Regions from separate parts of the Oryzias latipes genome. Here region 1 is linked to region 2. The links are chromatin contacts, called in public Hi-C maps. All regions are on one chromosome and are shown on one strand. Each heading gives the region's core, a stretch centred on a gene start, on an enhancer-like site or on the middle of the called end of the contact. The rest is flanking DNA. Distances are from core to core; before and after follow the strand shown.

Region 1 (7,509 bases), core at 2,026-4,525, 35 kb before region 2:
GTTTTCTAGTTTGTTCAAACACAAATGAATATAAATTAGGATTGATTGTCGTTACCTTGGTGTGGCTTGTTATCAATATTGCCATACAGTGAGAAGATTCCAATCCCAGCTGGTTCCTTCCTTTATGGGGTTTGCATGTTCTTCTGGTGTTTGTGTGGGATATCTCTGGGCACTCAAGCTTTCTCCCACAGTCCAAAAACATGCTTCCTAGCTTAATTGGTGATTCTAAATTGTCTGTAGGTGAGGATGTGCATGTGTGTAGCCCTGCGACAGACTGGCGACCCGTGACACCAAAAGGGATTAAGTGGGTTTGGAAAATGGATGGATGGATGTAGTTAGCTCTGAACGTCACATCCTGACACGCATGAAATAAAGTGGCATATTTCTTACTTTCAAAATAATCAACTTTTGAGTTGTAAAATTTCATGGCTTCATAACTTTTTCTTACACAACTGAGTTTTTATGGCGACGGACATGATAGAATGCTCCCATCTCATTTCACAAAGTCTTCCAGGTCATTTCGGTGAGTTCAGATAAGGACCACTTTAACTTTGGTCCACCTGAAGAAAAGAAAATAGGGCATCTGTTTATTTGCAAGTAATTCTTGCGTATATTTAGACCTACTTTCCACCAAGCACCATGTAAGTAAAGTGATTTTCTATTGTTTTGAGCACCACCATTCAGAATTCTTTTAATTCAAATTAGGTCAATGCATATTAATCAGGTGTGTAACGACTAATTAGCTTAATCTATGATTCAATTGATATTCCTATGACCCAACCGGACTGATCTGTTGAAAGCAAGTTGGTAGCCGAATATCAATCTATCCCATTATGAAATAATTTCAAAATGAATAAAAATATTTTATATTCCTATTGAAACATACTATTTGGATTTTACTATAACGTTAGTGTGATCACAGTGGACAACACATATGTGATGCCAGCAAAAATGATTTTTCATCATTGCAGTCCAATGTGTAGAGACACTGTAGGAGACATTGTAGAATTTGAATTTTGCAAAGACGTGGCCAAACAGTGGGGTAGAATATTCTAATAATGTTCTGATTGTGTTTTTTTTTTGTATGGAAAAACAATTTTATGAAAATAATGTGTGAATGAATTTGCTATTAATTCTTGTTTGTTTGTCCATAAATTCAATTAACACTGGATTGTTTTGCAAGAAAAACAAGGAATCTGGAAAACTTCCCCTGCACTGTTCATTTCTGAGTGACACTGGTTGTTTTTTTTTTTTGCTAAAGATGTCCTGTATCGATTTTAGATCAGTCAATTAGATTGTTCAAAATGAACTAATATCGACTATAAATGGGATCATCAACCACAAATAGAATCGTTAACATGAATGGCTACCCCTCGACTCTTTACTATTTGGGTGTGAAAGTTTTTTGTTGATAAGATAATGGTGATACACCACTTTAGAACACTATTGTTCAACTCTCTACTTTGATATCAAAGGCTGTTTGTCATGTTAACCTCCTTCACAGGGTCCTGACAATAATCAACCCAAGACAGATATTTAAACCTAATTTGTGTCAAACAAGCAACTAAACAGTAGAATTTATTGTTAATCATATTTGGAACAGTTTAGTGACAAACATTTGATCTTGTTGCATCAAAAGTTGAGAGTCGGAGCTCATTCCTGCATGGAATCAGGAGTATGTCAACTGATTGAAAACTGATCTTTGTCCATCTTCTCTGTTTGGTATGACCTCTCTTTTTAGCAAATCATGCAGTTCTTAAGGATGCAGGAAAAATAAGAGTCAGAATGTTTGTTCTTTCCATTTCAAAAAGCCAGCCTCTGCCTTGATTGACAGGGAAGTAGCTTGCGTTCACATTTACCCCTATATAAGTACAGATTTTCAAAATAGAAAAATAAACAAATACTGGCGAACAAAAGGGTTTGCCAAGTGAATAGCCAAATAGGAAGAAAAAGCAACGGGGAGCATAATGTATGAATTGATGTGCTGATTCCAGAGGATGATGGAATACATAAATGCATTAATATAGAAATTCAATTTTGAGGCCAAATAGAATCTTTTGTCCTTGCAAGATTTTCCTTTTACAGACGGGTAGAAAGAAACTTCAGCTTTAAACACAGCAAATTACATGCAAATATATTGCAAGTTTGGATGCGTTTTTAATAATGCTGTATGCAAAACTTTCTAAATGCCGCATTCTCTAAATGATTAAAACATGCAGGAGTAGACTTTTTTTTTTTGCATCACTAATGAGAACTCGCCAGTGCCTCAGATTATCAATAATATATCTATTTAGTTAAAGGCTTTGCTTTGAAATTTCAAAATCTAGATTTGATTCTTTTCAGGTTTTAGTTAAGTGAAATATTAAAACAGTTTGTTTGTTTTTTACCAAGTCTATTTGTGCAAAAGACCATTTGGATGCACTTTGAGTTGAGGAACTTAAAAAAAGAACACTGATTCTAAAGTGTAATGGGGACATATTTACCACAGGAACAATCATCGGCAGAGCAGATATCCTGCAGTGACTGCTGTACTGTTTTCCAAACCACTAAAGAACATGATTATTAAAGTGCTTTTTGAAAGATTGGTTTGTTGTTTTGTGGAAGTTGATTGTAACTGCAAGTAATGGTCCTCTGTGTAATTTCGTGTACTTTTCTTTTTTTTTTTTTTTTGGTGTGAGAGTATATATCAAATACTTGCATGTTGATTCAATTTCTGTGGTCAAAGGGACGAAGTACAAAACAGTTTAGCTCTTATGTCTCCACAAGTTGAGTATGGGTGATCAATAATGATTAAGGTAATCCATTCTTCTCTTCTTGATGATGGGTACATTTCTTTACAACTTTTTAGATCCACAGAAAAAGCAGCTTAAATTGATACTGGGTGGAAATAAAAATGGGAAACCTAGATAGCCTGCAAATTGAAACAGTGATCAATTATGTGATCTTAAAAAAATAGCACAAAAAATTTGCATGGGATTTTGTTCAAATATATACTGTAAAGCATTAATACATTTTTGCCATCTTTATCAGTCGGTTTTGAATTCTCATTCTGAATTCTATAAACTATGTTCTAGAAATTTGATTCTCTGTTAAAGGTCCTGAAACCATAAAATAAGGAAACCAAAAAACAATTCCAAATGTTTTTGCATACAAATGAACTTAAATATTTTTGAGTGTTCAGATTATGTAGTCCAGAGGAGGACCCTCATGTTCTCCAAAGCATTGCTTTTATGTGGATCCTCGTCAGTCTCGGCAGGCTCTGGACTGGTAGAGATGTCATTAGTTTAGCGCAGCGTTAGGACCCAGAGAGGCTGACGAGGCTGCTCGCTGCAGGAGCAGCATGGACAAATCTGCTTGCGCCAGGCTCTTCACGGCTGCACTCCACACTCCATCTTTCCCTACTGAGGATATTGTTTTTTTTCTTGCATGCAGGATAAGTTTTCAGGCACGACTCTTTTCATTTGCCCGAACAATGATTTTGTGCGTAAAACTCGGAGAATCCGCACAACCCCTGTAGTTGCAGTCTTTCCCCAAATCTCGCTCCCAGCAAGAAGCGCATCAAATAAAAGTTTCACGCACTCGCCGGTATGGATCACCTCTGTTTTTAAGTGGGAAGCGCGTGCAGCAGCCTTTGCGTCATTTTGGAGAGGTAAGCTGACTTTTGCGTTAGGAGCGTTCTTCATGGATAGATGCGCACAGCTGGAGATAATGCGTCGTTGCGCATGAAAGCTGTCCATTGTCTGTGTGAGCCATGCAAAACACGTTGCAATTGCTTGTAGTGTAAGATGTTAAGCTGAGGTTTGGCTGCGCGTAAATCCTACCGCTTCTACGCAAATGAATGTAAGGGTTTGAGATCTTACATAATGACGAGCCTTCAAAGTAGACATTTGTAGTAAAGCCTCTCCACAGTCAGCGTGCTGTTGCTGTGATTTGACAGGTATTACTTGTCAAAGCTGCCTGTTGAGTGGCTGCTTAGTGCTCTGGCGGAGCTGTTCTTTCTCTGCGGTGCTGAAAGTTTCCTATCTGGCCAAATGGTCTGATAGCAGACAAGAAATTGGGCAAATTCTGCATTTTTATGGGTTTAAAAGGCTTAACTTTATGATGGAAACAGCAAAAACACAGCCAGGCTGTTTCTGATTGCAACAAGCAAACCTTTAAAGGTCGTCATTGGAAATATTGGGGGGTCTTTGCCCACCGGGAACAGGACCTCAGCAGGCAGGGTACTGGAAAGGTAATTTTTATGAATGGGAAATATAACCCAGACTACACAGAGTGCCAAAGCAAAACAGTGATTGTATCTTTGATCCTTAGAGACACGGTATGTTATGAACTTTACATGATAAATGTGACACTCTTCTACTCTTATAGTGCTGTTTCAACAGAAACAAATTGGGTTTATCATCCCTGCCACCTCCTTTGAAGGTGTTAAGGAAGAATCTGTGACAGTTTTTACTATCAATCTGCTGTTCCGCACACCGGTGAGGCGCTCGTCGCATCCTTTAGGATCTTTGCAGACAGTGTCATCCAAGCTGCTTCTTTTGTGCCATATTTTTTCTCACTCTTGCTCGGGGGCTGTGATGTAGCAGCTCTTTGTGGTAGCGCTTGTCTCCCACCAGCCTTTGCAGCAAGTGACAGTGGGACTTTACAAACTGATGCACTTTTAAGGAACACAGGAAGGTTTCCCTGTGATTTGTTTGCTGCTGTTCTAAAGAGATGAGAAAGGAATCTTTAGGTTTTCTATGAAGGGTTTGGCAGGGATTTTGCAGCATTGTGGACTAATTTTTAAAGGCTTTGACCTTTTTCCTGGATGTATAAGTTAAAATTCTGTTTAGGGTGATTGATTTGTTTCTTTTTTTGTCAAAAATATTCAACAAAGGGAAATATCACAAAGAAAAATTATTTCTATTTTTCCTTCCACTGTTATTTTTTTCTTGTCACAAAACTGTAAATTTAAAGTATCACACTGGATTAGAAGAGGCTTAATTAGGTTCACAGCTGAGATCAGACACGAAACGCTAATGAATGAGAAATGAGGGATACGAGAAAAGCAGGCGTTTATCTCCACCTTATTGTTGGTTTTGTTATTGGAGTGTGTGTGACTTTCCCCACCGTGAAGCTCCGGTCACACGTCTGCGTTTGCCACAATAAAGCTCTCTAATCCAGAGAAGCAGTCCAGATATGCTTTCATGGCAAATTTAGGGCTTATCGACTGACTTGGAATTTTGTGTGTGGCAGCCAAAGCTGAACATTAATAGATTTCATCTAACAGGATTAGTGATATTTGGAAATGAGGGAGGCAGGAAAAAATGAATAAGACATTAATACCCCGTGTGCATAATCAACAACACTAACTAATGTGTGGATAAAGATTCTTTGAAAGGCACCCGAGCTTCCACTTATAAATCCCATGGAATTACTTTGCAGACTTACAAATGTCTGCTTTTTTATTCTAATTCTTCTTCTTTTAGATTGATCAACAACAAATCTAGCTTGTATTTGTAATATTAGACATTTTTAGGTATTAAAAATGTGTTTTTTCCAGAAGAAACACACAAAAAAGGAAATGTCAAGTAGAAATGATGGTAGAAGTTTCTGTCACTCTCCTTTATCTTCCATCTGCCCTGAAGATGTCTGGATGTCTTGTGACTGATTACAATTGATCTCTATTTTATTGTTTTTATTTGTCACCCTGCTGCCAAAATGCACAAAATCACTGTCGTGTGAGGTTGCTTGATTGAAAAAGTCCCGTTCCCCGTCATCTGTGGCTCATTCCCTCTGAGCCCTGAGGCGGCGGCTCCTACATCAGGAAGATACTGATCCCTGCGACACCTGACCTCCCATGCAAAAGGTCGAGCGCTGCTAGCTGTCGTCAGGTCTCATCATTCCCTCATGACAGGGTCATTATGGTGCCCTTTGGATGGCATGTCAGTCAACCATGGTGGCAAGTCTATTAGTAATGTTCAGATAAAGTTAATTTCCATTTCACACTCCTCTTTTTTTTACATGTGAAACATAGTCCTCTAAGCTTTTAAACAAAACTTCTTCAGACAACAACAATTGGAGGCGCAGACGAGGATAAGTGCTGTTGAGAAAGGGAGATATGGAGCAGAATAGATGACGATCAAAGACTTGGATTAAAATATCTGTGGCTGCCTCTCCAGGTGATTCAGTGTAAATCAAACACACAATCTGCGGCTTCAATTGAGATTGATTTTGTTAAGAACCCAGGAGCAAAAAATCTGCCAAATAGAATTTTGCTTGTGCAAAGAGCAGCTTGCAGATGGTTCTTGAATCCCTACCTTTGTTATTTGGCATTATGCCACAGTGTCTAAACTGAAAGAAGGTAAAGGAAGGAAACTTTGATTTTATTTAGAACTGGTGCAGATTTTTACCTTTCATAACATTATCGGGTGGAGGAGTTTGGTTGGAGTTGAAGTGGAAATAAATAACAATAAATAAAAAAAAGACCATTCCGGTTGTCTGAGATGCCAAACTGATGCACAGCCCACAGAACCATTCAGGAAAATGGATGTGCTGCTTTAGAGACACACAGTGTTGTATTTCATACAAAAACATGATCATGATTACCAGCACTGTGACAAATATTAAAAAGATAGAAGTCATTTTATTGTTGCTTGCTGCTGCTTTGGCAGTAAGCCTCAGTGATAAACCGTTGTCCAGCGCAGAGGTTTGTGTTGTCCACCTGCTGTAAGCTGCTCCAGATGATAAGCTCCTGGCCTGCCAGCTTCCTCAGCATGAGACCAACTGTCTACCATTCTGTGGATGCAAAAGGACTTCACATCTTATAATCAAACTCTAGTCTCAGAGGACTGGAAGATGGCAATGCAAATTATGTTTCCAGCGAGGTGACTAACCTTAAAAATCCAAAAAAGAGTAAAAATATATAAATCTTAAATTCTAAGAGGGTCAAACACCTTCAACTCTTTTTACTGTTTTTTTCCTTCTCTAGAGGGCGTAATGGAGTGAATGGTCTTTTTGGAACAAATGTCATATATAAGGCGAATCGAACTGTAAGGCGCATTAAGATAGACAAAAGAGTCACAGATAACTCCGTCAAACTTTATTAACTGTGTTTATTCACGAAATCTATAACTCCCAACCTTTTGCAACACGGAATATAGAAAGAATGGTACTGCTAAAACAAACATTACTGTGACTAAAATTGACTTCCAAGGCTGCTCTTCATCTTCATAAAACATGATGTTGGCTACCACCAACAAAGCACTGATATTGGTTACTTTTAAGATCTTTGTGAACTTTGACAGTTTTGACTTTAAATGAAGTAATGCCACTTCAAATGGAATCAGAGACGTGGTTGACTTCTCAGAAATTATCTCCACTTTAGCTGTTTTTTGTGAGCCTTAGACCACAGATTTAATCCACCTAATCCATCCTTTTTTTTAACAGCAAGCCCCTAAAAAACAAAAATGTATTATGAAAAACAAGAATTTATGTTGCAAATCATTAAAAAATATACACTATTCCCTA
Region 2 (6,797 bases), core at 455-2,954:
ATGATATTGTTCATCAAATGTCAAACTCCCACATCATAAGCCTTTATTTTGACAACAGCTTCATTTGGTAGTGAGTATGGATGTGTACACTTGTGCACGTGCAACAGGATTAGCTGTGCGTGCAGCCTAGTTTATTCACCTTCATTGAAACACAGCAAAAGCACGTCCGCACCTTTACACCCATCCCTCAATGTGGCCGTAGCACTCAGGGAGCACTCATCCATCCCCATCCATCGAGTGAAAGCGGACCTCTCATGGGGTGTGTGTTGTGGGGCTGTGGGAGAGTACCATCCCACAAATGAATTTCTCCTCACATCCCTCTCTCCATTAAAGAACCTGTTTGTGTTGTGCAGCAGCACTCAGCATTCCCCCTGCAGCTGTTTGTGGCCTCAGATACAAGCACATGTTATTTATATACACGGCTTTGTGTCTTTCAGGCTACCTGCATCTAATGTGCACAATGCTAAGATGGGTTTCTCCTTGCCTTTGTGTTTTCTGTGATGTGCTAAAGTCCATGCATGCTAATGTGTAGTTTAACTTGCTTCGCTTGGTTACATTCTCCGGTTTGTTGATTTTCGGAGGTTTTCTTGCCGCTGTTTTCTGTTGGTGTTCTTTGTCGTGTCCCGAGGGCCAAGCTAATTTTCAGAAGCCAAACTCAAACTAAATTTTAACAGCTAATTCCTACATTTACTAAAAACCTTCATCAGTTATTTTCTCTTTGAAGTAAAATGGTAACTTATTGTAATTTGGGTTGGCAGGAATTTAGGTTATCTCTGTACTTTTATTGTCAAACAACAGTCTGTTTTGTCGTCTAATGCCTGTACTTCACAGCAAATTGGAGCAATCATATTGCATCCCTGCCACAAGTGTGTGGTCTAGTTCATACAAACCTAATTATGATTTTGTGTTTTTAGTGACGGAATGATGCACTTTGTTTTGGTCATAATTTTTATCATGACAAATTGTTTATTATATTGATATTGTATGGACCAAAGATTACTTCTTAAAATTTAATTATACCAGTGACTTTGATGTAAAAGAAGTATCTTATCTAGCCTGGGTATATATATAGATAGATCTGAATCTAAATGGTCAGGGTCACAGAAGTTCTTTTAAATCTGATCCAGGACACTTAATAATATTTTAACTAATTCAACTATAAGTGAGTCTTTAAAAAAACACTTCTAAAATCATTAGAAATCCCACACAAAAACAGGCAGGAAAGTTTTTGCCCACATAATGGAAAGGCGGTTTTAGCTAATTAGTTTGCATGTGTCTCCTGGTTAGCGCTGATAATCATTAGGGATCACTCCGGGAAAAAGTTCTCAATACGAAAACTTTAGGGGCACCTAAAGGTTTCGCATTGAAAACCACAAGGTTTTTGCTTCGCCTTGATGTTCGGTTTAAATCTGAGCTTTAAAGCCTCTGCAGTACCGCTGGGTATTGTGTTCATATATCCTAAATAGCTTTTGTAAAGTACTGAATTGTGAACCTTTTTTATTTTTTTCCCATGCACGCTCATCTTTTCCCTTTTCCCATTTGAGACAAGATATTGAAGATGATCCCTCTATTCTGGCAAGTGGCCATTTTAAATGGAGGCTATTTCAGCTCTTTCATTTGTCAATCAGCCTGAAGAGTGACTCTCCAACGGCAGCGCAGTGTGAGGCAGTAATTGTTAGCGTCCCTTTCTGCCCAATGCGCTGTCTGGTGTTTTGCATGTGAAAGGATCCTGAAAGAAGATGTGATTGCTGAATTAATACTCAGGCTACCTTTTGTCTCCGTCACTTTGGCTTCTGCTGCTTTGAGGCACAGAGGCGAAGGCATTTTCACACTCATTGGGGAGGGAAAGTGTGTTGGGTTTTTTTTGGCATCAGTTTTCCAAAGTGAGAACAGTTTCTCTCAGGAGTTGGCTCTACCTGTTGAAGCCTTTCTTGATTGCCTCCTCTGAGATATTTAAGATTGGATTGAAAGTATATATCTTATGTTGGAAAAAAATGAAGACAGATGAATCCCATATAGATCATTCCAGCAAACCTAGTTTGCACATCAATATGGATAGTTTTATTCAAGTTACTTCCAGACTTCAATACATTACTTATGACTTTTTAATTGTTATTGAAAGAAAATCCCTTAACTTACTCTCTCAGAATTGTTTTGCATTATATGATTGTACTTTTTGGTATTTTTATTTTTATTTTGATAACACCTCCAAATCACATAAAAAATAAATTTGGTAAAATGAAAAGGCAACAAGCACAATAGGTGAAAAACCCTCAGCTTTAGGATGAAATATAGGCCATAAAAGCACCAAATAGAGGATTCGAGGTATGTGCGCCTAATAAAAGCTGGTTAAAGTTTGTTAGAAAATTCAGCTTAACTTGTCCCAGAACACAGGGTTCTCATACAAAACTGTACTTCTACTATCAACTCATGATTGCGTTCAATTTTTGATTTTAACTGTGTATCTAACATTAAAAGAGTTCCATCAGCAAAGAATTGAGAACAAAACTTTTAAAAGTTGGTACTTTAGATATGCAGTTCCGTTACCAAGGAAACCCACCAATTGGCATAACATGGCTAGACATCATCCTAAAAGCTGGGTCACACAACCACTATGTATATTTTGCACATGTTGCATGGATGAAAATTAGTCACACATGAATTTACGTGAAAAAAGTGAGAAAAGTCTTGCATGAAATTCTCACAGATGTATTACAAATGAGCCACTTTAAAATCAGGGAAAAAGCATAAATAAACCACACAAAGAATACGTAAATAAACGTAGAACGTGAACTGTCCGTGATTATTGTGCTTTTTATATGCAATTCACAAGTGATTTGTGCATTAATTTTGTAATTTTATCGTTATATGTGTGCCATACACGCGATACAAAAGTTGTACATCGATGGTGCATGGGTGAAGAGTCGATACACATGGAATGGTCGTGGAAACCACAAATTTGCGTATGATTCTCGCAAAATTCATGCACAATTAGGTAAGAGTTACATATTAATTGTGTATAAATTATGTGAAATACACATAAACTGCGTAATTCCCAAACGACCCAAAATTTTTAACAGTTCATAACCAATAAGATCCGTCGGTCAAAACCTTCAACAGACACCTGCGCACTTTGACAAATGATGAATGCAAGAAACATTTATGAATATGTATATCATTCATATATCACGAAAGACTTATTTCATACGTGGAAAATGCGCAAAATGTACATTGTGACTGTGACGTGCCCTTAAGTTTTTACTATCGCACACGCATGCACGTGGCAAGTTCAGAAACCATTAAAATATTTTCACTTTTATTTCTCTGGTCCTATTTTTCTATTTTGTAAATCAGACATCTTGTCTGTGACAAGATTGCAACAAATCCCTGCAGGAAACGTTTTAAGTCTGTTAACTAAACCAACGCCCTTGGGTTGTAATGAACTATTTTTGAACCTCCATCTTGCAGACACAAGGTAAATTATTTTTTGCTCATATAAAACCATGAAGAAGGAAAAAGAAAAATCACAAGTTACTCCACCTAACCTTCAACAGTAAAGAACCAGACAGATGTTGTCTCCGTGGAAAAACAGCATGGGTACATGTGTTTTCGTTTCCTTCTTTGCATTCTTTACTTTGTATCTTTGAGCCAGAAGTAAAAAAAATAAATACATTCAGTCATCCAATTCTTTAAACACATGGGAGTCTATTCCCAAAAATCTCCTGCAGAGATACTTTTCTAATTTTGTCGTATTGTCTGATTTCTGAATAAGAAGAGACGTTTAAAAGGCTCTGGATGATGGTGCATGTTCATGTCAACGAGTCAATTCACTAAAAATAATTATATATGTGGGTCCAAGAAAACATGGAATGGATGGAATCATTGATTCTCCAGTTTTGATTCCATTATGCGATAGAAGCTAAGAGGTGTTTGCAGCTATTTTAAGTAAATGACTTTTTTCTGCAGTCAAAAAGCTTCAAGACAATCACACTGTTCCCACAACACTTACTGATTCACCCACATGGGTAATGTGAGAAATTTAGCTTCCAGTCTGAAACAACTCACAGTCACGCTTAGATGAAACACCATACCTGTCTGTTCGTTCCATATCCATAATGCTTCTCTGCTTACTCTATAAAATAAGACATTTGAACATTTTTGTAAAGAAACGTGAAACATTGAAAGTGAAGACGCATAAATGTTAGACCAGGGCTCTGCAACCCAAGGCTCTGAAGCCACATGCGACTCTTTTATTCACCCATTGTGGCTCTTTGGCTTTGAAGAAATATGCAACAGATTTGAATAAATGTTTTTTTTATTTTTTTTTAACATTTATGTTTAGATCTTTAAACTAAGTTGATCTTATATTAGTAAAAAATAATAATTTATTTATAATTTTAAACAACTGCTGACCGCTCCTCCAAAATATAGACGTCATAACTAAGCTGATGGTGAAAGGTTTAATTTATTGTCAGACGTGTTTTTTTTTTTTTTTTATCAGAATAATTTTCGAAGCACATGTGTTTCACTTCTGCTGGCCAACAGTGTCTACTTGCTGTTCATAGACAGTCATTCAAAGTATATAACTGAAAAAAAGGAGGAGGAAGCTAGTTTGCACAAAGTGTATTTTATTTTGAAATCACTTGTTTGTGCTGCTGTCAAAAGTAGACGTTGGCAAAAAAAACACATTCATTTTGAATCTGCGATACCAAATATCTTTCAACAGTGTCACGTCTCCAATAGCCATTGGGTCCAACAGGTGTTCCTTACTATAGACCTTTACGATCTCTTTACCGCCCCCGAGTCGTACACAGTTGTGCAGATGCCGGGTGTCTGGTATTTTTGTTGTAAGCAAGTGTAGTGATGGTGAGTGCTTCAACTTCGTGCGGTCGCGTACGCCAATGACATTGAGAAGACGACTGTGGAAACAAGCAAACAATTCCCTGGTGGAGGTATAAAGAAAGCGAACGACGAATTAGAAGAACTGCTTTGAACACGGATTACTGAACGATTCAAAGAGAAAAGAAATGTTCACAGCCAGAGCTAATGTAATACAATGTACTAATCAAATCCTGCAATGTTATTCCTGTGTTGTGGCATTTCTTGACCGAATTTCAACACAAAATGAACACATTAGCCATCACCGTTCTGTCTGTAATTGATTAAATGACAGGCTCTAATAGACGTCTGTCTCTAATAAATTCCGAGCAAGCTGCTAAGTTTTTTTGAACAAACGCCGGGACTACTAAAAGCAGTTAAACGGTCTGCACATCCATCTTTGTAAAAGTTCATATGTTGTTTGTTTTTGTGGGCAAAAGGCAGACACATTGCGGGGCCGCCTCTGGGTTGACGTCACCTTATGGACGGCACCCACAAGGAGCAAGAAACAATCTCTTCTTTAGTGTGCCACAGGTAATATATAGTCATATATATGGATACAGATTAGTCTGAAAGGCTTAACAAAAGCACAATAGGCCCTTTAAAGGTTGCAGACCCCTGTATTGGACAATACTTGGACACAGCTATTCTCATTTTTTTAGCTGTTGAGTGGAAGGAATCCTATTTTACTTCTTAAAACAGATTTGCCAGCATTTAAAGTCCATATTAGATCATCCCTAGAACCATTCAATCCATCATGCAGTTATCAGGCTGGCATTTTCTGTTGTGTTTTTGTAACCTAAATATGCTTACCTTATCTCTCAATACATGAACATTTTAGATTTTTTAAGGCATTTGTTGCTCCAATAATGTAAGTTTTTTTTGCTTATCACAATCTGGACAAGTTAAAGAAATTGGATTTTTTTTTTTTTGTCTTTTTGATCTTGTGCCAAAATTTGTTCCTCTACATGATTCTGGTCTTTGCATCAGTCTCTTCTATGACTGAAATTAGTCCTTTTTTTTCCCCCTCCTGGTTGGTTTAATGTGAAGGGGCCAGCTGTAAAGCCCCCTCTGTGAGAGATTTTCCTGGACATGGATCATCCATTGAGGTAATGCCCATGTAATACAGCCCCATTTCCCTAATGTTTACTGCAGCCACATGCTGCTTTAATTAACAAAATGTACTCCTGTTGCTAAAGAACAATCTCACCTTATCAATCCTTTCTGCTCAGAAACAAACCCTTGTTAACCAAATGCTCATGAAACACGACTTTAGAGCAACAAAAACTTCTATTGAGCTTAGAAATCGAGTGAAACAAATTTGCTGTCAACAACAAATGTTTTTGAGGAGATGGTTTGTACGTAGACAATGGTGGAATCATTTTAAACAAAAGCGGTTTTAAATGATTTTTTTAGCCTTATCTCTCCGTGCGAGCTTCACACGGAGCAGGTTGACATTGGTTTTATTACTACCGAGCATTGATGACGAGCTGGATGAGTGAAAGTGCTGACAAGATGGAATGAACGGGTGATCAGTCACTGGCTGGATGCCCAACACCGGTGCTCAAGGATGCGGAGAGGACGCTGGCCTCTGGATAAGGACACCTATGGCTGAGCCCCAAGCGAGAAGAGGAGGAGGGTTAGTACACATTTCCTGAAATTACCCGCAAACCTGCAGACTGTTCATTCAACACCCTTAAAATTGAACACACAGCTTGATGATGGCAATGATGGCACTGAAACCCTGCACTCAGGTGAATTATGTCAAGTGTCAGTTTTTCAGCTTGATTCCTTTTCTTTCCATCCCTTCCCTTAAATCTATATGTTGCAAACCCCCACCCCCCATAACTGTCTGTTTTTCCTCCTGTCTCATATTGATGTCATGTTTCTGATGGAGCACAGCAGCCTGCACCAATTTG

What was found. A called contact is a pair of places that touch in the nucleus more often than the background predicts.
Region 1: a Hi-C map of embryo shows a contact between it and region 2, with 1.6 times the contacts expected there. The contact joins the promoter of robo1 here to the enhancer-like site in region 2. A contact is called at or near these places in 3 of 5 Hi-C or Micro-C datasets (embryo, fibroblasts and gastrula embryo).

The regions. Positions count from the first base shown.
Region 1 is chr13:9,580,948-9,588,456 of ASM223467v1, reverse strand. robo1 (roundabout homolog 1) reads left to right here and starts at 3,275. Exons shown (of 32, transcript XM_023961823.1): 1 at 3,275-3,649.
Region 2 is chr13:9,545,353-9,552,149 of ASM223467v1, reverse strand. The region is part of intron 2 of robo1 (roundabout homolog 1); the gene reads left to right. Among protein-coding and RNA genes, the nearest start is that of robo1, 36 kb to the left of the region's middle. Within about 2 kb of position 1,704, at least 1 of the 8 cell types and tissues checked has an H3K27ac peak or open chromatin away from gene starts, as enhancers often do. A contact at or near this core is called in embryo, where this site is marked.